Linked DNA regions of Sus scrofa: region 2 is linked to region 1. The links are chromatin contacts, called in public HiChIP or PLAC-seq maps. All regions are on one chromosome and are shown on one strand. Each heading gives the region's core, a stretch centred on a gene start, on an enhancer-like site or on the middle of the called end of the contact. The rest is flanking DNA. Distances are from core to core; before and after follow the strand shown. Region 1 holds the start of MAML3 (mastermind-like protein 3). Region 2 holds the start of SETD7 (histone-lysine N-methyltransferase SETD7).

Region 1 (5,212 bases), core at 494-2,993:
AATTTCTCCCCGCACCCAGAGGATGTGCTGAGAGGGGTGGGCGAAGGGGGACGGGTCTGGGGAGCCCAGGCGGCAAGGCGAGGGGTCGGGTGGGGAGCGGTGAAGACGAGGAGCGAGGTTTCAACTCTGGGTTCACTCTTTCAAATTGGTATTTGAGAACGGGAGAGGGGGGAAAACTTTTCCAGCACCTCACCCCGACGCTCCTCCAGGCTCCCTCCGCCCCTCGCAGTCGTGACTGGCTTCTCCCCCTCTCGCCCCCTCTTCTCCAAATCTGACAACCCTGACAGATTAACAGGTAGCGGCGACGGCAGCTTTTAGCTCAGGAAAGTTGACGTTAACCCTTCGGCTTCAGCCCACCTCACCCGCCTTGCAAATCAGATCCCCGTGCCCCCGTGTAAGAAGCTCCCCCCCCCCACGCGCGCGCCCCATGCCCGCTGCCAGCGCGCCCTCACCATGATCAGCGTGTGGTTCCTCTGCTCCGCCGAGGCAGCCTCCGCATCTTGCTGGGGTTTGCTCTGGTGCTGTTGCTTGCCGGTGCCGGCGCCGGATTTCTTGGCCCTCTGCTCCAGGGTCCGCTGGTAGAGGCTCACGGTGTCCCGGCGCTCCAGCTCCAGCTGCTCCACCTGAGCCTGCTGGTACCTGTTCTCGCAGTTGACGTGGTGCCGCCGGCAGCCCTCGATGCGCTGGCGGAGCCGCTCCACCACTGTGCTGTGCTTGGGGACCGCCGCCGATCCGCCGCCGGGGCCCCCGGAGCCGCCGCCACCGCAGCCGGCAGCGGGGTGATTGCTACTCGGAGCAGCGGGAGTACTATTGGGAGTATTATTCACACCGATCCCGGCCCCGCCGAGGCTGCTGTTCAGGCTACTGTTGATGCAAATACTACTGCCATTCGCGGCGGCAGCGGGGGCTGCGAAATCCCCCATCCTGCTCCCCGGGCACACTATTTTGGAAGAACTTTTTTTATCCACCCCCTATCAGCCTTCTCCTTGGGTCCAAGGATTAAAATAGTTTAAGTGGAACGCGGGGGAGACGCAAGCACATGGATGGAAACAGCGATCCCGGCCGGGCGAAAAAAAGGGGGAGAGATTTTGGGGTGGTTTTTTTGTTTCCTTTTTTAAACTGTAAAGCTCGAGGGGGAAAAAGAGGGGGGTGTTATCAGAATACCATCAGACACCTATCAACAAAAAGAATCACAACAAACTGAGCCAGCAGCAAATCGGGTTGCAACTCAAGGGGAGATCCGCTCTTCGCCTGCCTTCTTTTTATAATCCATTATTTTCTAATAAATTCCAGGAGATTTCCGGTAGTTGGCAAGCATTTTCTCCCTACGTACCGAAAAACACACCCCATGTACACACACAAGCATATGCCTCCAGTGCGGACACGCGCGACACACACTCACTCCACACCGCATCGGAAAACGGCAAGCTTGCTTATTGCATTTTCCTTCCACAAAAAAGTTTTGGTGTTTATGCCGCCCCGTGTTCTCAAAGTACTTTGGCTGCTCAGTTGCATTTCACAGGAACCTAGATATCGAATCCTCGGGCTGGGGGAAGTAAACACATGGACAGTCCGAGGCGACTGCAAAAGTAGATCGGTGAAGTCCTTTGCAAAACGCCGCGCGGAGAGCAGCCCCTAACGCTCGGCTGGGCTGCCGCTGCCGCCGCTGCTCCTGCCACCATCACAATGATCAACTGCTCGCCGCCGCCGCCGCCGCCGCCGCCGCCTCCTCCTCTCGCTCCTCCACCTCCTCCTCCTCCTCCATGCCAGCGGAGTGATATCAGGACGCGCGAGCTCAGTAAACACGGCAGCGGCGGCGGCTTGGAGGCCGTGAGACAGGCCCGGGGACACCGCGCAAAACCCGGCCCGGACTCTCACCCGGCTGGAGCGGGCGCGGCGCGCACAGGCACCCGGCTCCCGCCTCCCTCCGCTCGTCCTCCCCGCCCTTCCACGCCCCCAACCTCCCTACTACCGGGACTGGGAAGCCGGCGCTGCCAGAAAACAGAGAAAGAAAGATTCTGAGGGATCTTGGGAACGCATCAACTTTTGACCTGTGTGTGTGTGTGTGTGTGTGTGTGTGTGTGTGTGCGTGTGCGCGCGCGCCTGTGTCTGTGTGCGTGCGCGCGTGTGTATATATGTGTGTGCGCGCGAGCACGCGTGCGCGCACGGCCAGGGACGCGCCCGGCTGGCTGGATTTCCTTATTCCAAGCGAGGTATCAAGAGAGCCCAAGTTGTTGTTATACATTTATGCATTATATTGCAGAACCGTGCATGATCAGGCAGAAACACTGAAGCTTCACAGCAGTTGTCTGTCATCCCTATCCATGTGGAAAGAAAAAGGCAAATGAGTGGCTCGTTTGTTTGTAAAACCCAGGTAGTAAGTCCTGAATTGTAGTAACGCTGCTTATGAACACGCGTTCAAACTCTAGGCCATCTTAACACACAAATGCCAAATCCTGAACAAAAAGAAATAGGCAACAAAGAACTTGGAATATTATTTAATGCGCGGTACATAATGACTGCTGTTATTAGGGCAATTATTGTTTTACTTACTTGGAAGAAAAATTAAAATAAAGCAAACAGGGACTTGGAGGTGAGACTAACAGTACATTTTAACAGACTGTTTTGAACACTAGGTGCTAATGACAGCAGTAATTAAGGGTCCTTCGTAAATCAGGTGGAAAGATTGCAGATTTCATGGACTAGAACTATAGGAAAAACACAGCATTTCACAGTTTGTCAAAACAAAAACAAGCAAAAATAACAGGCTGACTTTATTGCTAGATATATTTCTTTCTGTTTAAATGAATTCACCATAAGTACAATTAAAATGGAGTGGCAACCAGAGAGAGTAATCTAAACTTTCCACTATCTTTCTGATATTATCAAAAATATCACCAACAACAATTAAGGATCAAATACAATATCCTTGAGTCTGGACTTAACCCATTGCAAATACATAATTGTGAAAAAATTAAAATAGGGAGTTCCCATCGTGGCTCAGCAGAATCAAATCTCACTAGCATCCATGTGGACACAGGTTCTATCCCTGGCCTGGCTCAGTGGGTTAAGGTTCCCAAATTGCTGTGAGCTGCGGTGTAGGCTGGCAGCTACAGCTCGGATTCAACCCCTGGCCTGGGAACCTCCATATGTCATGGGTGCAGCCCTAGAAAGACCAAAAAAAATAAAATTAAAATGAAGAAATAGCGTTTCTGTGATTATCATGAGAACTTGATTGTGAGCTGTTAATAATAAGGCATTTTATATTATCTCAATAAATCTTAGAGAATTAGTTTTTAGAGTAAAAATACACCCCAGTTTTCTAAAATAGCCAGGAATAAAAGAACTTTGGATCTCATGCATTAGTCATGAGATCTGATTTAAACCATCTTCATTTCTTGGCATTGCAGATTAGCATAGGATGCTATTTCTAACCTCATAATGTCAGCAATAAGAAGCAATATTTTTCTTCAATTAATCAGGTCTATATGGTGAACTATATCTTTAACATCCATTTGGGTTATATGGTAAAATGGGTAGCAAAATATTGATTAACCTGGTGTGACCAACGTGAAAAAATATCTTTCGCTAAAGTTGCCATACTTTTTCAGAGGGCTAGTTAGTTAACATACAATCTTCTGATTATCACTAACTGCCCCCCTCCTTCAAGTCTGTGAGGGAATTGAGTTGAGTTCTATAGCAAAAAGTCAGTTCAGATCCTAAAAACACAGAGAAAATTCTAAGAAATTATAAGAAAAAGATATCACAAAGTGACCTTTATTCACATGGTTCACTAAATCATATCTCTATTAATTCAGGAAACATATGGCTTCACTGTGGAAAGGAGGCTATGACTCTGCATTCACTCTGCTGTCTCTTCCCTAGAGTTCAATTCTTAGCCCTCCTTCTACCCCACGCACTCACCTTACGCGTGCAGAACTGTGGTGTGATTTACAGAGGCAGCAAGTTTGAGGGTCTTGAGCACTGGGGCTTCAGTTTTGAGACCTGGGTTCTAATTCTTGCTTTTTCCTATGCCTCAGAATTTATCTTTTAATTGAGAGTTTGTCATTCTGAAAAAAATTCCAATGGTAGCAGCAACATGTATTCCCATCCAGCTGTTTACCTCTCCTATGATGAAAGGAAGCCCCAAATACACAAGAGTTTGCATCCTTCCCTTTGAGGACCAGCAGGTAGAGGGGCTTTACCCCCAGAGCTCCCCCAAAACAAGTGGAGCTATTCTTGCACAACCACAATATCATTCACCGTCTGAGTTTAGTGCATGAGTGGACTACACACAAAAGAACGGCTGGCTGACTCTCTTCATGGGTACATATGCGCGCGCACGTGCACGTGAGCGAGCGCGAGCACACACACACACACACACACACACACACACACAGCACCCACCTTTTATCCGGTCAAGAAGGTGGGAGTGGCAACCACAAGCTCTAAGACTACGAAGTGCAGAAAGGAAGGACTGAGAAGCTGAGTGATGGCCAATGGGGGCGGAGCGGGGGAGTCTTTGACCTGTGCAGTAAGTACTCCACTGTGACATACTTGAGGTCAGAAACCCTATCCTAACTGTACAGGATGATGAAAAGAAAGAAGCAGGAAGTGAACACGACTTGAGTCTTGAGCAACGAAGGTGAGTTACCCAGAATTTGAGATGTCCGTCTACTTCAGTGACTTTAGAAGAAGCAGAGGCTTTTATACTGGCTACTTCTACATTCGCGTGATATCTTCCTACAGGGCTGCCAGCTTTGTTGGTCACCATCCTCGAGAACTCCTTGAAAGTCAGAGAGCTCCAGGTTCTGGGGAAGCAATTTTAGTCCCTCCTCTGAGGGCATTCTGGTAGCCTGACCATCTTTATCTTTTATGTGAGCCCGCTATGAAGCAAAACTTCCGGATGGAAACTGAACGCATCATCAGTGCTGTTGCCCTAGAATAGCAAAGAAAGCCGAGGTGTTCGTGGCAGTGATGAGAAAGAAATTACGTGGTTGCATCCAAAGGCTTGGCTCGATGAAGAAATACCTGTGCCAGGTTGTCCCGAGGCTCTGGCTCTGGGCTGAAGTTGGCAGTTCCAAGGAGGTGAACCAGATTCCCTTTTCTTTAGGCCAATTCCACATCATCCTCCCATGTCCTCCTAATTGGGCTCAGAGTCAAGAAAGAAGAGTCAAGTTTCTTTGTGTAGAGACTCCATGGTATGTGCCGC
Region 2 (5,203 bases), core at 326-2,825, 600 kb before region 1:
GGCGGATGCAGGCGGTGGCCGGGCGGGATGGAACAGCCCTGCCCGCCGGGGGACCCCGGCCCAGCCGAGCCCCGTTCCCGGCCTGTGCCCCTCCGCGCAGTGCGCGCTCCGGCCCGCGTGGCCGTGGCTGTCCGGCCCCTGCTCGAGCCGGGCAGCGGGCCACCCGCGGAGGGGACAGTGGCGGCCTCGGGGCCCTGCGCCGCGCGGGTCGCAGCCCGCCACTCCTTCCGCGTTCCGTGCCCTCGGCGCCTCCTCCCCCGGCCCCAGAGAAACGCTTGTACCTTCCACCGCCTCCTCCACCATCTCGTCGTCGCTATCCATGGCGGCTGGGGACCCTGCCCAGCTCGGGGCCGCGCCGCTGCCTCCCGTCCCTCCGGGTGCTCCCGGCGGCTGAGCGAGCGCTGGGGCTGAACCCTGCGAGTTTAGAGGAGGAGGAAGAGGAGGAGCAGTCGGGGCTGGCTCGCACTGCCTCCCCCTACAGCCCTTTCAATTCCTTGGCCTTAAGCTGCTCCGGCAGCAGCCGTCCCTCCTCCCTTCGCCCACTTGCCCCTTGCCTCCGAGGCTCGGGGTGCCGCCGTGGCCGCCGCCGCCGCTGCAACTTTCTCCTGTAATACCCCCTCTTTGTTATCGAGCAGCTGATCCGCTGACATCACCCAGCGCCGGTGCGCTCCCTCCCTCGTTGATTGACAGTTCCCTGTCCCTTCCCAGAAGTAAGGCTTCTTAAAACGAAAGGCGCTCCGAGTCCGCGCTGACTCCGTGCCCCAGCCCATCAGCCCCCGGGCCCAGAAGGGTTTATCTTTTGCTTCTGAGCTGCCTGGTGCGTTCCGACCGCGCCACGCCGGGCCTGGGCTCGGTGGGCTCCTCGCGAGCGCTCGGGACCTCCAGGTACCCGCCCTCCAGGGGCTCAGAACTCCCGACCTCCACCTGTGCGGGGGACCACTTGGAAGTCCGCGGGCAGTGCTCACCACCCCCACTCCCATCCCCCGCCCCTTGGACAGCCTCCAAAGGGCAAGGGAAGCTAAGGCAGCGTTCCTGACGCTCCAGCGCCTTAACTTCCTTCTGCTCTCGCCCTCACTTCACCCTCGTTTGCCACCCGGAGCTGCACGAGTGCGGCACGCACGGGAGCGCAGGTGTCCCCCGCGTTGCCGCATCACATCCGCGAGCAGGTTTCCCAGACACGGGGTGGGGGTGACATCCAGCCCAGATGAGGTTCCAACCCTAGTGCGCTGCGTCCTCACCCTCCTCGGGACCGTCAGGCGTCCTGGGTGATTCAGAAATTCACCAGATCCAAATGGCAGCGGTCTCTTTACCAGGCAGGAAACAAGCCGCGCGGAAGGCCCGGCAGGTCCCTCCTCGCGGTTGTGGTAACGGAAAAGGAACCACCGAGTGGAGCTACCGGGGAAGGACCCTCTGTCTGGCGCGCCTCCTTCTCGCGCCTCTCGCCCTGTACGTGGGATGTCCCCAGCCGTCTCCCTGTTCCTCCGAGTGCCAACCCCTTCACAGATTCGGGCTCTCGAAGTGGAGAACATCACAGGGCGCCCGCTTCCCGGCCGCGCCACTTAGTGTCATTATGGCGTTGCCTCTTACAGGTGGCGATAAAGGGCGGCTGTAAATAGCTGGCTAAATGGATGCAAATGTACACAATGTACCGTGGAATTACCGGGTGCCGCTCTGGGCATCCGCCAAGAACAGCTACTGCACGGAGAGGGCGGGGGGATAGAAGGGAGCAAGAGAAAGTTGTTTATTTTGTTTTCTGAACAGCAAAAGAGACTTGGGGGATTTCAAAGTACTTCCAGTACCGGGAGACCACGCCTTGGTTTTGGCTTTGGGCTTAAATGCCAGGTATTCTTATCCAGTGTTGTGAGTTTCTCCTTAAGTTCAGTTTTTGTTTTTGTTTTGGTTTTGGTTTTGGTTTTGTTTTGTTTTGTTTTCCTCTGTGAAAAAGAGAATCATGTTAGGAACATTTGTCCTATACTCTGCCAGGAATTTCAACCCCCTTTGTTTCAGAAAGAGAGGGAAGGGTCCTGTGCCAGGAGTTAGGAAACTTGGGTCTTGGTATTGCTCACCTGCAGAGGGACCCTGGGAGGCCACCTCTTCTGGCCTGAGTTCCTCCCTTAGGAGCTAAGAGGTGCTGCGACACTGGAAGAAGGACCCTCCAGTCTAGACTAGAACACTCTGAGGTCCCCCAGCTTAGGCTAGACTGCTCAGAGGTTCCCCAGCTTAGTCAATACCTTTCAAAAGTCTTCTGGCTTAGATTTAACCTTCTTATTAAAGGTTTCCAGTGCAGATACTTGGCTCCAAAGCTACACAGAGAAGGGGTTTCTGCAGTGGAAGATGAAAGAACCACTTCATTTTACATCATTTGTAAACATGAACCATAGAAACAGAATTTTCTTTCTTTCTTTCTTTTTCTTTCTTTCTTTCTTTCTTTTCCCCCCACCATGTACCAAGCTTACTCACTCACTGGTTTTGAGTTACATGACATTTTTTCTTATTTTCCCTTTTTAAGCATATCATCGCCTCTCTTTCATATTATACTGGTGCACACAGCACACCAGATATCATCTTCTTCTCCAGTTTCCAGTTTATCTTTTTAAAAGATACTGAAAGCTAAAGGCAGCACACATTATTTATGTATTTACTCAAAAGGGGCTGAAGCAGAGGGAGGGTAGTTTGGAAGAAATCACCCCTCGAAATACACAGGTGGGGTCACAGAGTCGCAGCAAGTTCACAGTGGGTTGGGTATGTGGGTGGAGGGAAGGAGGGAGGGATCTCATCAGGGGTGTCCTACCCTAACTTTAAGTTTAGAGGAGGATGTCCAGCTTGGTGCTATGAAGTTTTTCCTGCCCACCCAAACTGTCATGTGCTCACTTTCCACTTGCTGCTAGAGAACACGTGGAACCCTGCACACAGCCCCCATCTCTGCATCAGGCCTCCTCTGGACTAGTAAGGGGTGGAGTGGAAAGCAACCAGGGCCTTCCTGCCAGAACCTTCTTCAGTTTTGCACATGAGACAGGCAGCAGCAGGGCACAGTCCCAATCCCCTCCCCCACCACTCATGCTGCTGGCTCTGGGTCCAAAGTTTAGGCAAAATGTTTTGATGACTTCCGTAAGATCCATTTGCATTTTTTACAAATCACTTTGTGTGTGTTTTCAATCCCTTTCTCTAGATGGACTGACTGATCTTTCTCAAGAGCCCCAGAACCCAGCACAGTGCATGGTGCAAAAGGAAGGTTAAACCTTGTCAGTGATAATGGTGTAGAGAGGAATATTCTGTTTTATATAAACAGTGCTGAGTCTCTCACACACTGGATCCTCTTCCTGTGTTTGCAAAATGCTTTGTTTTCATTCGAGACTGAAGAGCGTTTTTTGAGTTCTACTTTCCCACATCTACTGGCCCCAAATCTGCTTCCATCGCATTCTTTCCCACAGTTTTCTTCATTGAGAGCTCATTTCATAAAGCCTTCTTTCCACTTGGCTTCCCGCCAGTCTCCTCTGTCGAACTCTGTCCCCACCGATGTGGTCATGGGCTAGAAAATCAATCGAGCTCTTAATCATACTGTGGGGTGGCGGTGGCGATGGCTGAGCTCCTAACTCAGCAGATCCTGATGCACCAGAACAAGCCCCACCAGCGAGGAAAGGGACGGCCCACCCGGGACATCCAACAGCCAGGCCATGGGGTGGGACTTGCTCACACCAAGGAGTGACTTTTCTAAGCTGCCTTGCTTCCTTCACATCCAAGGTTAAATCTCTTCCCACTCAGCTTGGGAAACTTAAGTCCCTCTTCCACTGCAGCAAGCAGTCAAAATACTGAGTTATTTTATTCATTTTACCACCCATGTCTTTCCTCAGTGAAGGCTGGTGCTTACTTGCAAAACCGATATAACTATTGCAATAAATATACTTTCCTGGGCATCTTCCTACATTGAAGGGAAAAAAATCTGTCAGTTCACCACGATACATACTGGCAAACAGCAAAAACCTCATGGATGTGGAACTCGTGTGGAATTCATTAGTCTGGCTGTCACTGAGCCCTCCTCCTGTCCTGTTGGTAGGGGCTGGAGGGGTCCAGGCGCCTTTGGGGTCTCCATGCTACTGCTAGGCAGAGCCTTGCCAGGTGTCCGGGTGGGTGGGTCTGTGGCTGGTGTGCCAGCTCTGCTTTGATCTTTTGCTTACACCATTGGCAGGGAGACGAAAGCAAATGAAAGAACTCTTAAATAATCAAGTCTCACTTTGGCATTGCTCACCCCTTAATGAGATTTTTTTTTTCCCTCACCATAATCTGCCAATTTGATTGAGTTTTCACCTGATCTGTTTTGATTCCCCCAAGGACTAGCCATGCAACTGGTCAATTAAACTCTCTGGACCTTAGTTTTCCTATCTGTAAATGAGGAGGTTGGGCTACTAAAATGCTAAGCTCAAACCTTCTCCATCCACCTTTCCTGGGGAAAAGCTAAATAGAGCATGAAGAGCTCCAGGGATGCACACAGAAAAAGGGGAAGAAACAGGGGCAACCCTGGCAAACGGAATATTCAAGCCCCCTAGTCAGCTCAACTTAACAGCACTGAGATCTGGTGGGGGTGGCAGGGGAGGGGGGAAGACTGTGTCTTACCCTAGAAAAGGAAGCATGGGCCTTTCAGGAGTACCAACATGCTTGGATCCTGAATCACTGAGTTGCTAGTCAAGTGGCTAACTGTGTTAGTGACAACTGCGGAAGCTGGAGGGAGGGGCGGGAGAGCTGCAGGGAGGAGAAGGGTGTGGGGGAGGAGATGGGATGAAAGAGAAGCATTTACAGCATGTGGAGCGCCGAAGAGCAACAAGGAACATCAAGGGCACCAAATAAAGGTCTGGGAGCAAAAGAAGAGGTGGAGGAAATTCATTCTGCTGGAAATAGACACGACTGCAGTCGTGAGGAGGTCACAGGGATTGAGGGTGACCTGATTTGATTACAGCAACAGGAAGTGCAGGGAGAGGGCAGGATAACCTGACCTGAGGAAGTGAATTAAATAATAGAGAAGACATCCCAGTTGCCATGGCATTTACATATCTCACATCATATTCAGCTACATTTTCTCTCTTTGGCTTGATTCTTGTTCTTGCAACATGTTAATGTCATTGCAGTATATCCGGTAAACTAAATTTAGACCTTTTGGGTCAGGGAGGGAGTGAAGATGCAGCTCAGGTCTACCTGTTTGGGTCCACTC

Evidence for each region. HiChIP or PLAC-seq counts read pairs in DNA pulled down with a chosen protein or histone mark.
Region 2: a contact with region 1 is called in an H3K27ac HiChIP or PLAC-seq map of alveolar macrophages. The contact joins the promoter of SETD7 here to the promoter of MAML3 in region 1. A contact is called at or near these places in 1 of 47 Hi-C or Micro-C datasets (liver) and 1 of 2 datasets of contacts at active chromatin or transcription factors (alveolar macrophages).

What each region holds. Positions count from the first base shown.
Region 1 is chr8:86,875,884-86,881,095 of Sscrofa11.1, reverse strand. MAML3 (mastermind-like protein 3) reads right to left here and starts at 1,743. Exons shown (of 7, transcript XM_021100677.1): 1 at 453-1,743. The coding sequence starts at 923.
Region 2 is chr8:87,474,638-87,479,840 of Sscrofa11.1, reverse strand. SETD7 (histone-lysine N-methyltransferase SETD7) reads right to left here and starts at 1,575. Exons shown (of 9, transcript XR_002346776.1): 1 at 1,239-1,575; 2 at 282-414.